Regions from separate parts of the Zea mays genome. Here region 2 is linked to region 1. A link is a contact called in public Hi-C data. All regions are on one chromosome and are shown on one strand. Each heading gives the region's core, a stretch centred on a gene start, on an enhancer-like site or on the middle of the called end of the contact. The rest is flanking DNA. Distances are from core to core; before and after follow the strand shown.

What was found. A called contact is a pair of places that touch in the nucleus more often than the background predicts.
Region 2: a contact with region 1 is called in a Hi-C map of root tip, with 4 times the contacts expected there. The contact joins the promoter of LOC103639738 here to the promoter of LOC103637981 in region 1. A contact is called at or near these places in 17 of 25 Hi-C or Micro-C datasets (bundle sheath, ear, endosperm and 5 more) and 2 of 3 datasets of contacts at active chromatin or transcription factors (leaf and seedling).

Annotation. Positions count from the first base shown.
Region 1 is chr9:14,401,503-14,406,486 of Zm-B73-REFERENCE-NAM-5.0, reverse strand. It overlaps LOC103637981 (formin-like protein 6), which reads left to right and starts at 3,561. Exons shown (of 4, transcript XM_008660978.3): 1 at 3,561-3,966. The coding sequence starts at 3,576.
Region 2 is chr9:14,597,996-14,602,471 of Zm-B73-REFERENCE-NAM-5.0, reverse strand. It overlaps LOC103639738 (protein POLAR LOCALIZATION DURING ASYMMETRIC DIVISION AND REDISTRIBUTION), which reads right to left and starts at 2,934. Exons shown (of 3, transcript XM_020544230.1): 1 at 2,264-2,934; 2 at 1,652-2,133; 3 at 1,056-1,521. The coding sequence starts at 2,669. The coding sequence ends at 1,105.

The DNA of each region.
Region 1 (4,984 bases), core at 2,312-4,811:
TCGCGGCTTGGGCCGCAGCTCTCGTCGCCAAGGCTGCGGCTTCCGTCGGAACAGTCGGATAGGTAGTAGTCACATGCGGTCATGAAGTCCCGCATGGCACTGGGGTTGCCAAGTCCGGAGAAATCCCAATAGACGCTGGGATCGTCATCTTCCTCAGACCCAGAGGGCCCGTAGGTCGAGACGTCCGTCAGCCGGTCCCAAGGTGACCGTATACGAAACCCCAGTGGGGTTGCACTCGCCTCAATGAGAGCGCCCGCCAAAGCGAGGTCGTTTGGCGGGTTGAGGCCGAGTCGAAATGACGTAAGATGGGAGTTAGTCGGTACCTTTTGGTCGACGAGGAGCGACGTAGTCACATCGGGGACTGGTTGCACCGTCATCTCAGGTACGAGGGTGACGTCCTGCAGGCTTTCCGCGAGCGCGCCGGCGTCGTCTTCTTGCTCGGGGTCAGCGTGTCGCGGGGGGACGGCGCTTGCCTTCGTCTTGAACGCGAGGTCGACGTCCGGCGTGCCTTCCGTCGGGGCGTCGGGGGCGTCGATTCGCTCGACGGCCAACGAAGCGCGGCCTCCCGCTTGGCCTTGATGGCCCCGCCTCCTCCTCCGTTGGCGGGGGAGAGAACGGAGCGAGCTCGAATGTTGCTCTTCCACCACGCGGGGAAGATGTCGTCGATTCCGCCGCCGGCGGGCGGGTTGTCGGCCGCCATTGTCGTTGTCGCGCGGCGGTGGAAGAAGTATCATGTCGTAGCTGCCGTCGAAGGACATGAACTCAAGAGTCCCGAAACGAAGCACCGCCCCAGGCCGGAGAGGTTGCTGGAGACTGCCCATCTGGAGCTTGACGGGGAGCTGTTCGTCAGCACGCAGCAGGCCCCTACCCGGCGCGCCAACTGTCGGCGTTTCGAGATAGTGGGGTCCCAAAGCCGACGAGTGAGTGTGCTGCGTGCCCCAGCCCAGATGGGTCGAGCGCGTGGGCGAGCGCGAAGGGGGGAGAGGCGAGGTGGCCGGAGTCGAGCGTGAGAGAGGTGGAAGTCCCGCGGCCTTCGTGTTCGTCCCGCGCCCAGGTCGGGTGCGCTTGCAGTAGGGGGGTTACAAGCGTCCACGCGGGTGAGGGAAGCGAGCGGCCCCAAGAGAGCGCATGTCCCGTCCTCGGTCCCGCGCGGCCAACCTTTTCTAAGAAGGCCCTGGTCCTCCCTTTTATAGTCGTAAGGAGAGGATCCAGGTGTACAATGGGGGGTGTAGCAGAGTGCTACGTGTCTAGCGGAGAGAGAGCTAGCGCCCTAGGTACATGCCAATGTGGTAGCCGGAGAGGTCTTGGCACCTTGCTGGCGTGATGTCGTGGCTGTCGGAGGTGCGACGGAGCCTGGCGGAGGGACAGCTGTTGGAGCGGTCGAGTCCTTGCTGACGTCGCCCTGCTTCCGTAAGAGAGCTGGGGACCGCTGTCGTCACAGAGCTTGTGGAGCGCCATCATTGCCCATCCGGCGGGGCTGGCCGGATGGGACGCCGGTCTTGTTCTCCGTGACCCGAGTCGATTCGGGGTAGGACGATGATGGCACTTCCTGTTGACGTGGCGGGTCTGTGCCCTAGGCAGGGTGACGTGGGGGCTCCTCCGAAGCCGAGGTTGAGTCTGTCTTCTGTTGCCGAGGCCGAGTCCGAGCCATGGGGTCGGGCGAGGCGGAGGTCGTTCGGCCGAGGCCAGGGCGGAGTCCGAGCCCTGGGGTCGGGCGAGGCGGAGTTTCGTCGTCTTCCGGGTCTTAGCCCGAGTCCGAGCCCTGGGGTCGGGCGGAGCGGAGTTCGCCGTCTTCCGGGTCTTAGCCCGAGTCCGAGCCCTGGGGTCGGGCGGAGCGGAGTTCGCCGTCTTCCGGGTCTTAGCCCGAGTCCGAGCCCTGGGGTCGGGCGGAGCGGAGTTCGCCGTGGCGCCTTTGGCAAGGCCTGACTGTCTGTCAGACTCACTCTGTCGAGTGGCACCGCAGTCGGAGTGGCGCAGGCGGCGCTGTCCTTCTGTCAGACTGGTCAGTGGAGCGGTGGAGTGACGGCGGTCACGTCGGCTCTGCCGGGGGGGGGGGGGGGCGTGTCAGGATAAAGGTGTCAGGCCACCTTTGCGTTAAATGCTCCTGCAACTCGGTCAGTCGGTGTGGCGATTTAGTCAGGGTTGCTTCTGAGCGAAGCCAAGGCCTCGGGCGAGCCGGTGATGTGTCCGCCGTAAAAAGGGGGGCCTCGGGCGAGATGGAAGTCTCTCGAGGTCGGCTGCCCTTGGCCGAGGCTAGGCTCGGGTGAAGCGTGATCGAGTCACTCGTGTGGACTGATCCCTGACTTAATCGTACCCATCAGGCCTTTGCAGCTTTATGCTGATGGGGGTTACCAGCTGAGAATTAGGCGTCTTGAGGGTACCCCTAATTATGGTCCCCGACAAGGGCCTTCTTAAAAAAGGTTGGCCGCGCGGGGACGAGGACGGGGACAGGCGCTCTCTTGGGGCCGCTCGCTTCCCTCACCCGCGTGGACGCTTGTAACCCCCTACTGCAAGCGCACCCGACCTGGGCGCGGGATGAACACGAAGGCCGCGGGATTCCCACCTCTCTCTCGCCGGACTCCGGCCTCCTCGCTCCTTTCCCCCCTTCGCGCTCGCCCACGCGCTCGACCCATCTGGGCTGGGGCACGCGGCACACTCACTCGTCGGCTTAGGGACCCCCCGGTCTCGAAACGCCGACAAAAATGTTGTGGGAACTAAGTGGGTGTTCCGCAACAAACAAGACAAGTTCGAGGTGGTGACAAGAAACAAGACGAAACTTGTGGCAATAGTATATGCCCAAGTCATGTGTTTGGATTTTGAGGAAACTTTTGCTCTTATAACTATACTTGAGTCTATTCGCATACTATTAGTCTATGATGCTCATCATTGCTTTAAGCTTTATCAAATGAGCGTAAAGAGAGTTTGCAACCCCCTTTGAATTTGAGTTAGTAAATGTAGGGATGAAATTGAGTTTTGTAGTGAGTTTATAAATTTAAGGATCTATTTTACATAACTGTTAGAGAAGGCTTTTCAAGGCTTTTCCCCCGAAAACTTCTTAAATTTATATCTAGGGAGTTATTTACATAACTATTAGGGCTAGTTTGAAAACTATAAACCCGGAGAGGATTGGAGTGGCTATATTCCCCTTCTTATTCAATTTGAATAAGAAGGGGAATTTAGCCCCTCCAATCCCCTCCGGTTTTGTGATTGCCAAACTAGCCCTTAGAGATGCTTTTAGCTGTCTTACATCTACAATTACGGAACATTAGACCGTCTCACAAAAGAAGTAGCAACCTGTAGCGACAGCACAAAAAAAAATCACAGCCGAACGGCTTGATATAGTTTTATAGTCGGGAGGATAAAGTAGATAACTATTAATAAGTATCATACAAGAAGAAAATGGAGAAAAGAAAAAAACGATGAAAATACACAAGGAGATAAATGAAGGTGTTTGAATTTAAGATGAAAGAAGAATAATAAAATGCAATCAAAGTTCAAATTTTGAAACACGGTTCCAACTTTTGCTCTCTCTTTTTCAGAAGGGTAGGAAGCAGCCAGCCCGGGCCCGTTCCACGATGGAACCATTCGTCGCCGCGCAGGGGCTCGTGATCGTGCTACAGCGGTCGCACGCACGCGCCTACGACGACCCGTTAAACAAACCAAACGTCCAAACCACCAAAAACCTCCGAGAAAACAAATCCACCGGCGCGGAGTTGCCCTCCTTGCTGCCACCAGCACCACCTCCATCCGTCCCTCCTCCCCGATATATCGCCACCACCGGCTCTACTGCTCGTAACGTCTCCTCCCTGCCCGACTCCTCCTCCCCCACAAGGTTCGGCTACCCGGCGGGGCGGCGCGTTCTCTGTCCGGTTCCTGCGTCGGCGGCCGGGCGGATGTCCCTGTTCCGGCGGCTGTTTTACCGGCGGCCGCCCGATGGGCTCGTCGAGATCTCCGGCAACATCCTCGGTGCGTTCGCTTTCTTGGCCCAGTACTCGGTAATCTTGCTATTTTAGCTGGGTGCGTTTGTGCGAACCTGCTCGCTCGCGCTGGGCTTCTTTGTTGGACCTGTTCGTCGGGGGTTTCTTGGAAGTAACGCGTCCCGCGGCACCGAGAATCTTGCCCATACGACTCACTCGTACGCGCCGCTTCTCGCTTTACTCCCCATTTCTCGAGGGGTGGAGGGGGTGAATTATATTACGAAAACAAAGGGAAGGTGAGTTCGTGTTGATCTCGAGGCGCAGATTTGCTTGCACTTGCAGAGTGGGATAGCTTTGCCCAGACTTTGCGGCTTTGTGCCGGTGGGTTGGGTTTGTGTGTTGACTTCACGAAGGGTGCGGAAAGGCGATTCCTTAGTTGTTTCTAGATTATGAGCTTGACCAAAATAGGGACACGGGATTGACCCAGCGTAGTAGTTGGCTATCACGTTGCCAGTGTCTTTTTTTTTTTCAAAAAATAATAATAATGAAGTATCACGTCTTCGTTTTGGAGAGCGACTGTTTCCATTGTGGTGTTATTGTTTCTCGCTGTTAAGGGGATCTAGCATATAATATGACACAAATTTAATTTATTCATGCCTCGAGCATGGAATGGGATGCATCTTCTGATTTTTCAATTGGAGAATGGATGCGATCAGATGTACATTTGTTCATATATACATATATGGGAAATGGCAATCTTCAAAGCTTGAAGATCTCATGTTCAATGTTTTGGACATTGCGTAGCTTTTGACCTATTGATAGACAACACTTAGTTTAGAACGAGAAAATCAGATTTAATGACCTATAGTAGTGACAAAACTATAATCAATTTGACTTTATCCTCACAAGAGGAGAGGATAAACGAGTATGCTTGGATTGCAAGGTACCTGCTTGGATAGCAAGGTGGTACTTCAAGAGTATGTTGTCTCTCAACATAAGCTTGTGGTGGCAGTCTTTCGTTTTCAGGTGCGTGCCCGCAGTGATAAACAAGCCAAGATTACGAGAAC
Region 2 (4,476 bases), core at 1,685-4,184, 200 kb before region 1:
CTAATAACTTCTGGTCTTGAAGGCTGCTCAGTTTAGTCAGGTACTAGTAATGCTGCACACGCGCTAGCTCTGCTCTGGAACCGAAGCTGCAGCCGCAGGCCGCAGCTGCGGTAACAGCCGCTAGCTGCGCCTTCTACTACTTAACTCGTGCGGCCGCTGCACTACTGACTCTGGTGCGCCGCAGTTGTTCGTGTCCTTTTAGTTTTTACCGGTGCCAGTTCGCCAGTTTCGCGGAGGCCCTCCGGCCCTCCCGCAACAACGCGCTCTGCGGCGGACTGTAGCGCAGCGCAGGGCCCTCTGCGAACTGCCAGTGCAAGTAAATTCCAGTCAGAAGCGGGGCCGTTATTTACTGCTCTGATCTAGGCAAACGCCGCCTGGTCCCCCGGTTTCGTTTCTATTCCCTCTCCCTCACCATGCATTTGGGATCTATTCCCTCTCCAAACGACTTTTAATTTCCCTTCCCTTTGTGAAAGGCAAAATCATCGCGATCGTTCCTCTCCATTCCCCGTCCCCCACCCCGCATTTCTAGTTCAAATCAAACTAGAGTGCCGCGTCTTTTTCGATTTTCGAACCCTTCATCCCCACGCAGGTTTTGCGCATGCACTTCGTAGTTTCGATGAGCCCCAGTGGCCCGTCAGCATTTATTTATTTGGTGTACAACTGTACATACATAGTACTACAAGCCAGCAGCGACGGAGCGACCACAGGTGACACCACACCAGAACGTGCGCGGCAGGCAACATCACGGGTACCAAGTACAAACTCTGCTCGAATTCACAAAAGGATTTTTTTTTTCGTCCGCACCGGACAACGACACGACGTACAAGACAACCAAGTGCAGGCAAATGCAGAGCCGAACCCCGCGGCCTCCGTCCGAGCCGCACGCGCGCACGGCAGAGGCGCGACAAGAGGCCGCCGCCGCGGGTCGTGTCGCTCACTCGCCCCAGCTCGCAGGAGTACATTACAGCGCGTCACCCGCGCAGCGTGATGACGAACGACGACCCCCATCCCCATTCCATCCGGACATCTGCTGCAGGCTGCAGTACAAAGGCAGGCGGCCAGCCGGCCTTTCGCGCCACCTCTCTCTCTCTCTCTCTCGTTTCTCTACCTGGCACTGGCGGTGGCAATCCGGCGCGACTCGTCGCGGCGGTGGGAGACGAGCTTGGCGGCGTCGCGCCACCACACCACCTCGCGCTCCTTCTCGTGGAGCCGCCGCTGCGCGCTGTCCAGCGCCGACTCCAGCTCCACGATCCGGTCCTGCTGCCGCTTCTGCAGCAGCTCGTGGAGCCGCCGCTCCAGCGCGCGCGCCGACACGCCGCCGTGCGGGGGACTCATCCTGTCCTCGCCGTACTCCACGTCATCCTCCTCCTCCTCCTCATCGCCGTCGTCGTCCTCTTCGCCCTCGCCGTCCACTTCATCATTATCGTCGTGCTTGTCGCAGCCACCGCCGTCGTAGTCCACGCAGCTGCGCGACGCGCTGTCGGGGGCGTCGCCCTTCGTCTTCACCTTCAGCAGCGGCAACTGCCGGCAACGTCAGCCACATCAGCAGCAAGCAAGACGAACACGCGTCGCGTCACACGGACGTACACGTACGGCGTGGTACGTGGTGGCGTACTGCGGTACTGGTGGTGATTTTTCGTTCCGCACGTACCTCGAGTCCTCGCGTCGGGGCGATCCGGCTGTCGCCGCCGTGGCCGTGCACCACCGTACCGCCGCGCCCACGCTGCTGCTGCATGCGGCTCAGCTCGGCCTGGAGCTCCGCCTCCATGAGGTCCATCACCACCGCCGTGCGGGAGCAGTTGGACGCGGCGTCGGCGTCGGCGTCGGCCGCGGGGAACGCGATCGGGTCCTTCACGGCGGTGGTGGTGGCGCTACTGCCGCCGTCGGATTCCTGCGACGTGGCGGGACCAGCGACGGCAGCAGCAGCAGCAGAAGTAGGGTGGCTCGCCGCCTGCTTCTCCTCCTCCTCCCTGTACCGCGACGCTTGCCTGATCTCCGACACCAGGGCCTCCATCTGCGCGCGCAGCTCCACCATCTTGTTCAGCTCCACGGCGCTCTTGGACAGCAGGAGCACCAGGCTCGCGCCCAGGCCCAGGTTCATGGACACCAGCTCCTCCTCGGGCTTCTTCCTCCCTGCGGAATCCGACAAAACTCCAGCATTAGCATCACTGCTCTCGACGTCTCCATAATTCAAGCAAGCGTTCTGAATTCAGCGGGAGGTTTTTAGTGCATATGATGATCCTCCTGCCTCGGAATGCCGAACCTAGCGAACTCCGCGGCGTCTCGAGGGGCAGCTCTGGCAGCGGCGGCGGCGGCGGCTCGACGACCTTAACCCGGGGAGTCTCTCCCTGCTCGGCGCCATCCTTCCGTTCCTCCCTCAGCCCGCCGCCGTACCGCCGCGGCAGCCGCACCCGGCACCCGAACCCTCCTCCCCCGCCACTCCCGCCGTCGCCGCCGCCACGCAGCAGGATACGCGACAGCAGCGACCGCGGCGACGGCTGCGCGTCCACCCCGCTCGCGGTGCGCGCCAGGTGCGCCCGGATGGACGCCGCCGCCGCCGCCGAGGAATTCGCGGCCGCTAGGCGCGGCGGCGGAGGCAGGGGCAGCGACGACGAACCCGCGTCCTCTCTAACCCTCCCTCCCGCTCGACCCCTCACGCAGTTCTCCATTGGAAAAAGCGATGGAACAAACAAGCAAGCAAGCTAAGCTATAGCGCTATGCGCGTGCCTGCCGCCCGCCGAGGAATTCGAATTCTTGGCCACGCCACGCCACGCCCCGTTGCTGCTTTGCTCCTGCATGCATGCGTAACGCCACGTATTTATAGGAGAGGAAGGAGAAGATCGAGGGCGAGGAAGAAGAAAGAAGCTCTCCCGGCCTCTTCCGGAAAGGCGCGCGGCAACTTTGGAGGGAAGTTCGGCAAGTTTAAAAAAAGCGGCGGGGGGAGTGTTAAATGCCGGTACTAATCTAGGCGATGAATGATCTTGGAAGCTTGCTTGGGTTGCGCTAATGGCGCGCTGGCCCCACCGTCGTCCCAGGCCAGGCATGCAATTGGAGGCGCAGGGGAGGGAGGAATTAACTGCGGGGGGCGAGCAACCCATGTTGATGCTGCTGCAGCCTGCGGGGGAAGGGAAGCTGCCGCTGCCGGTACCAGTAACTGCGCTGCGGGCTCTGCCGTGCTGCCATTTTTAACCCTCTGCACGCAAACAATCTCTCGGAATGGAACTGTGAATTCCTGGGTGTTACTGACGGCCGAACCGAGCAGAGCAGAGGTCGGGCAGTGCCAGGGCCAGGGAATTTTCCTTCTGGAGACTGGAGGGTGTGTCCTCATGTCAGCGTCGTCCAGTGCAGTGCAGCGCTGTGCCTGCCTGTGCCTGTGCTACTGCTGCTGGGAGGAGACGGAGCTGCAGCCTTGCAGGGTGCGCCTAGGTCTAGGCTAGGTAGGGCGTAGGCATTTTTCGTTAGGCCGGAACTAGGTGGCGGGGAGACGTCGGATGAAGCATCCGACGGCTGGTATTGAGCCCGGCAAAACGAGTCGTAGTAGGGTAGAAGCTCCGTGCAACTGTGCAAGTGCGTCACCAGCAGCAATACGGGTGGTGTAGCTGTAGCAGCAAGCAGCAGCATTTTCACCACACAGGATAATTTTTTTTTGAAATGCGTCCGTCTCTGACTCTCTGATCTATTATAAAAAAACACTCCACTAATCATGGATGGCGTGGCCTAGGCACCTATATAGCTCAACCTGATCCAAAGACACGCACGATCATGGCCTGGCCTAGTTGGCGAGCAGCGAGTTACTCCTAATTTGTCCAGCCGACCAGTCCATTACATATGGCCACGTCATGCATGACACCATGCATGGCGATTAGAGTCCCGTACCATATACACAAACGCTACCTCGTACTAACTTGCGTGTTAACTGCGGATTCGAATTGAAACGATGAGGAATTAAATGGGAGAGCCACGGGGTTTTTTTTAACTCCCAGCAGCTGGTTAAACCGCCCGCGCTCCGATCCGGATAGAACTGAAGGCTTTGGGCATTGACCGTTGATGATGAGGAGTTCAAATTCAATTCGTCCGTGAACAGTACGTGTAGCTAGGCACCGTATTCCAGTCATCGATCAGCTGCAGGTAACAACGCCGCCAAACCGAACCATGCAGCAGCAACTGGTTCTCGTACACTGTTATTAGGGCGATAAATACTTGTTGTCTGACTGACGAGGACAGACCTTAGGGCATGTACTACAAACTTGTACAACCCAGAGGCTTATTAGGATCGATTTGTAAAGTATAAGAGACGGTTAAGAAATTGCATAATACAACTCAGAGCCTATAAATCATAAATACAGTTAAGACATAATATGTATAGAGAGTGGTGTAGAGACGGGCTCTCCACGAAGAGACTGTCTCTTGATTTATTTATTTATTTATTGCACTTACTACACCCTAGAGACTGTTTAAAAGATGTCTAATTTGAGC